Regions from separate parts of the Sus scrofa genome. Here region 1 is linked to region 2. The links are chromatin contacts, called in public HiChIP or PLAC-seq maps. All regions are on one chromosome and are shown on one strand. Each heading gives the region's core, a stretch centred on a gene start, on an enhancer-like site or on the middle of the called end of the contact. The rest is flanking DNA. Distances are from core to core; before and after follow the strand shown. Region 1 has its middle 150 kb from the start of TEAD1. Region 2 overlaps TEAD1 (TEA domain transcription factor 1).

Evidence for each region. HiChIP or PLAC-seq counts read pairs in DNA pulled down with a chosen protein or histone mark.
Region 1: an H3K27ac HiChIP or PLAC-seq map of skeletal muscle shows a contact between it and region 2. The contact joins two enhancer-like sites. A contact is called at or near these places in 1 of 47 Hi-C or Micro-C datasets (embryonic fibroblasts) and 1 of 2 datasets of contacts at active chromatin or transcription factors (skeletal muscle).

Annotation. Positions count from the first base shown.
Region 1 is chr2:46,819,761-46,823,595 of Sscrofa11.1, forward strand. No RefSeq gene overlaps it. Among named protein-coding and RNA genes, the nearest start is that of TEAD1, 150 kb to the left of the region's middle. Within about 2 kb of position 2,196, at least 9 of the 83 cell types and tissues checked have an H3K27ac peak or open chromatin away from gene starts, as enhancers often do. A contact at or near this core is called in skeletal muscle, where this site is marked.
Region 2 is chr2:46,568,776-46,572,759 of Sscrofa11.1, forward strand. All of the region lies in intron 2 of TEAD1 (TEA domain transcription factor 1), which reads right to left. Among named protein-coding and RNA genes, the nearest start is that of TEAD1, 100 kb to the right of the region's middle. Within about 2 kb of position 2,221, at least 9 of the 83 cell types and tissues checked have an H3K27ac peak or open chromatin away from gene starts, as enhancers often do. A contact at or near this core is called in skeletal muscle, where this site is marked.

The sequences.
Region 1 (3,835 bases), core at 946-3,445, 250 kb after region 2:
ATCCTCTGATCATGATGGCAAGAAGGGTGAGGAGCCTGGGGATCAAGTGAGCAAGACAGCAGGGACAAAGCCAGCCTGGCACCTGGACAGCATGGGTCAGAGGAGCTGACATGCCCATAGGCGCTGCCCTGGTGGCCACACTGTGGGCCCAGGAGCAGGCAGGGTCCTTCTTTCCCTCTCCTTGCACAGTCACGTCTGATCTTATCACTTCTGTGCTTAGAGAAACTTAGAGACCCTCTCTGGTTCCTCAACGCCGGACAAGGACCATCCTATAGCTTGACTTTTGGGGTCCTTCACGATCCCACCCCTGTCCTTCTTTCAACACTTACCCCTACTCTGTGCCTTCTATTTACCAGTCCCAGGACAACGACTTTGAGGGCAAAGATGTGTCTTAGACCTTTTTGGGCCCCTAGAGCCCAGCCCAGCATCTGGAGGAGTTTTGATGCTTGGGAACCACAGGAAAAGCTGTCTCCCTTGTTATCTGGGTCCAGGCAGCGGGAGATCCTGGGCCTGGGCTGCTTGGCCTTTTCTCATTTAAGTTGTGCTGGGGCCTTGGTGCTTTCTAGGGCATTGGGTCCAGACTGCTTCCAGGACCTCTTCTCCAGTGGACTGGGCCCACGAGTGTCCATGAGTATTGTTTTCTGTCTGGATGGCAGTACATTCCTTAGGGAAATGAAAGCAGGAACATTTACCAAGTGCCAGCAAGGGGCCAGGAATTGTGCTGGGAGCTGGTGTTTCAGGAAGCATGTCCAGAGAGGAGCCAGTCTACCTAAGATATCTTCCCTTCCCAACAAAGAATAGGAAGTGGGGAGCTTCTTTGGTTGCCTGTCCTGGGAACTGGCATCACTAAGCTTATAGGTGGAGTCTACCTATGTTGGCTTCCTCATCAGCAATACCTGGAGCTCCTGTGAGCCCAACAGAAGGATTTGTTGGGAATGACTGATCCCACACTCTATGATGGGGACCTTACCCAGTCTCTCCTGCATCCTAGTGCATTCTAGGTGGAGGTCTGAGAATTACTGGAGTTACTTCTGCTCTGACTCAGGCAGGCATCCTCTCCTTCCAGCTTCTGTATTTCCCGCCTGGGATCTCACTGCCCAGTCTCACTGGGCTGCCCCTTCCATGGGCCTACAGGGAATTCTCAGCATTGGCAGTGGTTCAGTTTGCTGGGAGCACAGTCTTGGGGACTGAGTTACCATGGAGGTCACCTCTGTCTAATTGGTCTGCCCTGCTAATACCCCAAGTCCCCAAGTGGCTTCTCTGCCTGTGATCTTGGTACTCAGAGTTCTGGGGCCTGGAAGTCTGTGTTCTCCACCCCAAGCAGTGTGAGCTCCCTCCTGGCCTGGGGCTCGGAAGAATTAGCCCTTCATCTGCCTTTGATGGGGGAGAGGCACTTCTCCATCACACGGTCGCCTCGGGGAAAGAGCAGCGAGCAAGGCCACTGCCGTTTGATCTCGCCGCGCCCTCGGGTGCAGGCGCGTTTCTACATTCCATGTGGTCTTTTGCAGTCCTCGTGGAAACTCTGTGCAGGGGAGATTATTATCACTCCCATTCTGCAGATAAGAGAGGGAGACTCAAGGAGAAGCCACAAGAGCGGCAGAGGGGGAATTGCATCCAGAACTGCCAGCTCTGCGTCCAGGGCTGCTTCCTCAGCGCCCAGTTCACGTCGTTCCCTCAACTAATGAGGAGCTGGCCCCTCACCCCGAGGAGAGCACATGCCCCAGGGTTTATCCTACAAGCCTGTCCCAACCACAGGGCACCCGGAAGCCACGGGATGCCCTTTGAAGAAGTTCGAGTTACCAGGACTCCATGGGGACCTGGGGCTTCGGCTGGTACGTGCTTTGGACCACGTTCTGCTCCGAGGCTGAGTCATCTCTGGACATTCACAGCAGGTCACTCTGTGGTCTCATGTTACTTGCCTTACAGCATGGGGGGTGGGGGGCGGTTCCTTTCAGATCTTTCCCAGCCCTCCTTTCAGGGAACCGGTTTCATAGGCAACCCATCTCCTGAGACGCGCCCAGCTCACTTGCTTTTTTACGTTCATTTTTCACTCCTTCACTCTAAGTCCAGGTCATTTCCTTCCAGGTTCTGTGTCCTTAAGAAAGGAAAGTAAAAAGCTCCTAGTTAATGAGAACAAACTGTGTTCCAGGCACCGTGACACATCATCTCCTTGAAAGAAATCCTTATAACAAGGTCGTGAGAGTTTATTCCCATGTGTACAGTTCAGGATAGTAAGCCAGAAGGCTTGAGGACTGTTCCTTACCTAATAAGTAGCAAAGCCAGATTTGAACCTGGGCCTTTTAACTGCTCCTTTCCCGTATACTGATTGTTCTCCCACGGAAGTTAGTGCCATCTGGGGTGGCCATTTAAATTCAAACTCAATCAGTGTGGACTGGTCATAGAGGAAGAGCTAGAAATCCAGTAGCATGATTTTTTAAATAACCTGTCTTTGTTTTTGATGTAAATAGGAAACGCCAGTAGTGACCAAAAACACAGTGATACGTGCATTATACTGGAGGGATTTCATTTTTAATTCATCTTTATGAAGATTTAGAATTAATTCCTTATGTTTGAAGGGAATGCTTAATTGAGAAATAAACCTTTGTGTACAAAATGCTAAAAAACAAACAAACAAAAAAAACCACACAAACTCAAGCTTGAACTCTGCTGGGTCTCCAGACTAGTGCTATAAGCTTCTGAGACTTTTCTCTTCTGTCCCAGGCACCCTGCTCAGTCCCTCCTTGTCGTGGTTTTATTTGCTGAGAATCCTAGGCTCAAAGGGCTGAAAGGGACTTTCAGAAGTTCCCCAGTCCCCCTTGTGCCTGGTCCTCACACCCTCCTGGGACAGATAGCGTTTCCTCCTTTTCTGGATGAGGAAAAGTTTTCAGAGTGAATCGGCCCTGCATACCCCTCCAGGACTGCTTGCAAACTTTGTCTCTGTACCCCAGGAGGTTGCTTGCAAACTTTGTCTCTGTACCCCAGGAGGCTGCAACAGCTGGGCTCCCCTTGCCTCTGGAGCTCCCTCGGCCCTGTCCCCAGAGTTGCAAACAGTGACTTCATTAAATTCTCACTCCTGAGCGGCCCATCCATTTCCTGCAGGCACTCATCAGAAGCGGAGGTGCCACATGACTTGCCCCAAATCTCTTGGCATTGCAGGGGTGGAGCGGGCTCTAGAACATGAGTCCCAGGGCTCCTTGACTGAGGATGCACCTCACGTGCTACCTGGGCCAGCCCTGCTCTGCAGCCCAGACACTCTTGTCCGTGTCCAAGACTGAGCAACTTTACAGCTTGTCTCTTGTATACATTCCTTCATTCCTTTTTTTTTTTTTTTTTTGTCTTTTTAGGGCCACACCTGAGGCATATGGTGGTCCCCAGGCTAGGGGTCCAACTGGAGCTATAGCTGCTGGCCTACACCACAGCCATAGCAACGCCCCATCCAAGCTGTGTTTGCAACCTACACCACAGCTCATGGCAATGCCAGAGCCTTAACCCACTGAGTGAGGCCAGGGATCGAACCTGCATCCTCATGGGTTCTAGTCAGGTTTGCTACCACTGAGCCACCACGGGAACTCTGAGTGACTCCATTCTTTTTTTTTTTTTGTCACATGCATTCCTGGGCTACCCCACTGCCCACCATGGCTCACTCTGGGGGGATTGATGACTCTTAGCTCTTCTCAGGCAAACATTACCAACTGTATGAGCACCTCTGGGTCCAGACCCCTTATTTTTTGCCCTGGTTGGCCCCACCTTCTCCAGGAGTACCTTGCTGATCCAGATGAAATTCAGTCCTTCACCCTAGCAGTCAGAGCTCAGACCTTGAGTCTTTTCAGGCCTG
Region 2 (3,984 bases), core at 971-3,470:
ACCCAGGGAACTTTTAAAAGCACAGATTCCCAGACCACACTCCCAGAGATTCTGATTCAACTGGATTGAGTTAGTTTTTATTATGTCTCTTTTTTTTAAGCTTCTCAAGTGCTTCTGCTGATGCTGGTCAGGCTTGGGAAGCACTGTTGGGGTTTCCCTTTTTCTTAAAAAGACAATGTCTCTACTCTCCCACTACTACAGACACTCCATTTAAAATCCATGCCACTTTTGGAGTTCCCGTTGTGGCACAGTGGTTAATGAATCTGACTAGGAACCATGAGGTTGCGGGTTCGATCCCTGGCCTTGCTCAGTGGGTTAAGGATCTGGCGTCGCCGTGAGCTGTGGTATAGGCTGCAGACGCGGCTCGGATCCCCCGTTGCTGTGGCTCTGGCATAGGCCAGTGGCTACAGCTCCAATTGGACCCCTAGCCTGGGAACTTTCATATGCCGTGGGAGCAGCCCAAGAAATGGCAAAAAGACAAAAAAAAAAAAAAAAAAAAAAAAAATCCATGCCACTTTTACCATAACACCGTGAGCCTGGGTTTTTCCCTATTCTCATTACCTCTCTGCATGTGAGCCACGAAACTGTCCCAGCAACTCCAACCTGCCTGACCTCCAGGCAGGAATTTCTAAACCTCACAGATCATCTTCATCCGGATGGCACTCTGTGCCTCCAGCACATGACAAAATTCAACTCCCCATCCCTCTCCTCTCTATAAATTGCCTCTTTCATCTCCACTCCCCATGCAGTTCACAGTCCTGCCATCTTCCTCATCACCCAGCAACAAATCCTAGAATCATCTTCAACCCCTCCTTCTCATGCACAAATCCCATTCTGTCAACCAGTCCTATTGGTTTTACCACCAAAACTTCTCTGCCAGCACTGACATTAGGTACTTTTGGCTCATCCTCTCCGACTGACCTACTGCAATAGCCATCTAACTTGTCTTCATACCTCCAGAGTTGGCGTTGTCAAACACAGGCAAAGTCACATCATCTCTCCTAAAAAGATGCAATGGCTTTCCTTTGTTCCAGGATGGCCACCAGGCACTCAGGGCCCTCCATGATGCAGTGCCAGCCCACATTTCCAGGCTCATTCACCATACCACCCCCCCAGGACACACCTTCAGTTCTAAGAGCACCAGAGCTGTGCCCTCTAAGGACTTTGTGCCTTTATCACGCTGTTCCCTTAGGCCTAAGTGCCCTTCCTTTCCCTCTCTCCCCACAGTAGCAGGTTTGACCTAGGCTTCAGAAATCATCTGAAGTTATATGCAACAATTCCATAACTATGCACAAATAAGCATTTTGTTTTTTTTGGAGATCCACAACTTTCTATAGATTCTCAAAGGGGGTCTGCCATCCAAAGTAAGTTTAAAAACAAAAACACACGCTAAAAATAAAAAAAATACAAAAAAACACTTAAGTGGCCTTTTTCCCACTGAACAAAGCTAGCCCATCTAAGTCTGCCTCTCAGACTCTAACTCTTCTACTTCCCTGCATTTTTAAATATGGACACATGCATTCCCCAATCATAAGTAATCCCACTTTCTGCTGCCATACCACTGAGCTGTATATATCCCTAGTATATAGACTTCCTTCCCTATCAATACTGCAGTTAGTCATACTAGCTGGCTTGTTGTATTAAGCTGACTTTCAAATGTCAACCCCACCACTTATTTACTGTGACCTTGAGCAAATAACTTGACCTTGGTGGGCCTCAGCTTCCTCAGCTGTAAATTGGGGGTAATCATGGTAACCCCTGTCACTGGGTTGCTCTGAGGAATAAGCAAGATAACATATTCTAAAGCAATGAGAAAGTGCCTAGCACACAGTAAGTGGTCAAACAGGTCAGCTATCTTAATTGCTTTATACCTATAGTCCCCACTCACAGTCAAAGCACAGTACAGGCTTTCACTCAACAATTTATGAACCCATGTCTTCCTGAATCCCAGTGCTCATGCACTGCCACGGAAAGCTGTTGGAAAGCATAACTTTCCAACTCAGTGATAATTTAACATTATCTTTTTTATCTCTGCTTATGACCAGTTCTTGAGCCATCCTAATCAGCTTTTTTTAAACCTGGATTACATAAGGGCTCACACCTTGTGCATAAACCCTGGTAGGCCCAACCTCTGCCAACCCCCTCCCCCACCACCGCTGCCAATATGTTAAGCTTCCCAATCCAAACACTGATGACTCTGACTTTGCTACTCTCACAGGAACCAAACTATTTCAAAATCTCCCATTACTCATCTGTTCTGAGGATCCCTGAATTAACCCTTGTTCCACTACTCTGCCTATTTGGACAGAAATCCTTCCTGCCTCTGGAACTAGCATTTGTCAATACACATCACACACAAAAAAATAGCATTTCTTCCTTCTCAGACTAAGAGACTATTAAATATACAAACATCTTTTTCTCTCTCATTTTTTTTTTTTCCTGCTTTCGCCCTTCCTTTCTAGCCAGTTCCTCTCAAGGCTCAGAGGCCTATTGACTCCCCTTTCTTTGTTTTAAACAATAGTTCACATATGTGTACATTCAACAAACATCACTGACACCTTCTACGTCCAGCAAGACAGTCATGGTGGGGTCTCAGCCTTATGGAGCTTCTGGCCTGTTCTAAGGGCACAGCTCTTTGTACTGCACGTTCCTAGCTAATTCACTTGAAATAATATCCTGAATCACAGGTCAGACAGAAAAAAGAAATCAAAGATGCTAAATGATGCTCAGATTAAGAACCGGAAAGAACAGGTTCAGCTCAGTCCTCAAGGCTCCTTCCTCCAAGGCCTGGGGATACTACAAGGCTTCGATTCTATAGTCATTTCCACAGACACAGACCACCTTCCTGGAGCTCACAGAAAGCCCACTGTCTTAGAAAGGAATGGCGTTGCATTTCCTTGACCTGTCCTCCAAATTAGGAGGAGCCTAGGGACCTCAGATGTCAGCCTGTTTGCCTGCTCTGATTAACTGGTGCACACTCCTATCTGCTTGCATGCACTCCTTCTGATGCCCCTTTGTCAGTTCTGCCACCACCTCACTGAAAGGGCCCCTTCTCTCTTCTGCCTTGTGCTTCTATGAAGTAAGCAAAGAGGCAAGTCCAACTCCTGTGCTCTCCTGGCCAGGACGGCTCAGGTCAGCAATTGGGGAGGCCTGGCCAAGAGATGTCTTCCTCCTCATCTTTTCTATTCGACACAACTCAGCTCTGTGATAGCTGACCAGCAGGCATGGCATCCCAACAAGAAAGGGGGCAGCCCCGGAGCCAACCTGACCAAAGTCCCTGAAGACACCTACTCATAAAGAGACAGTCATTGTCCAGCAATTGCTGTGCCCTGGCTGCCTGTAGGATCCTACAGCACCAGAATCTTCCAGACATCTTCCTGGCCACCACCAAGGCCAGCCTTGTGATCTAGGATCCTCCCCACTGCGATATTTGAGACACTTTCTTCCTGCCAGCATTGGGCCAGGTGCCCTGGATACTAGTGGCCAAGAACAGGCTTCAAAAGGCTAAGTGGAAGGTGACCATCTTCAAAGGGCTCTCAGACTTCCCAGAAAGCTCTGGCACGCAGCCCTGACCTCAGGTCAGTGTTTCCTGCAAATGAACTTGCTCCATGCGGGCAGGGACCATGTCTGTCTGGCTCACTGCTATATCCCTGACAACCCCTCATACGGGGCTAGAATGTAGGCAGTGCTCAATACCAATTTGTTAAATTAACTTATGATGACCTCCAGCAAGGAAGGAATGAAAGCGTAGTGGAAAGAGCCCAGGTTTGGGAGTCAGGGAGAAATGGGTTTTTTGTTTTGTTTTGTTTTGTTTTTTGTCTTTTTAGGGCCACACCCACAGCACATAGAGGTTCCCAGGCTAGGGGTCTAATCGGAGCTGCAGCCGCTGGCCTATGCCAGAGCCACAGCAATGCGGGATCCAAGCTGAGTCTGTGACCTACACCACAGCTCAAGGCAATGCCAGATCCTTAACCCACTGAGCAA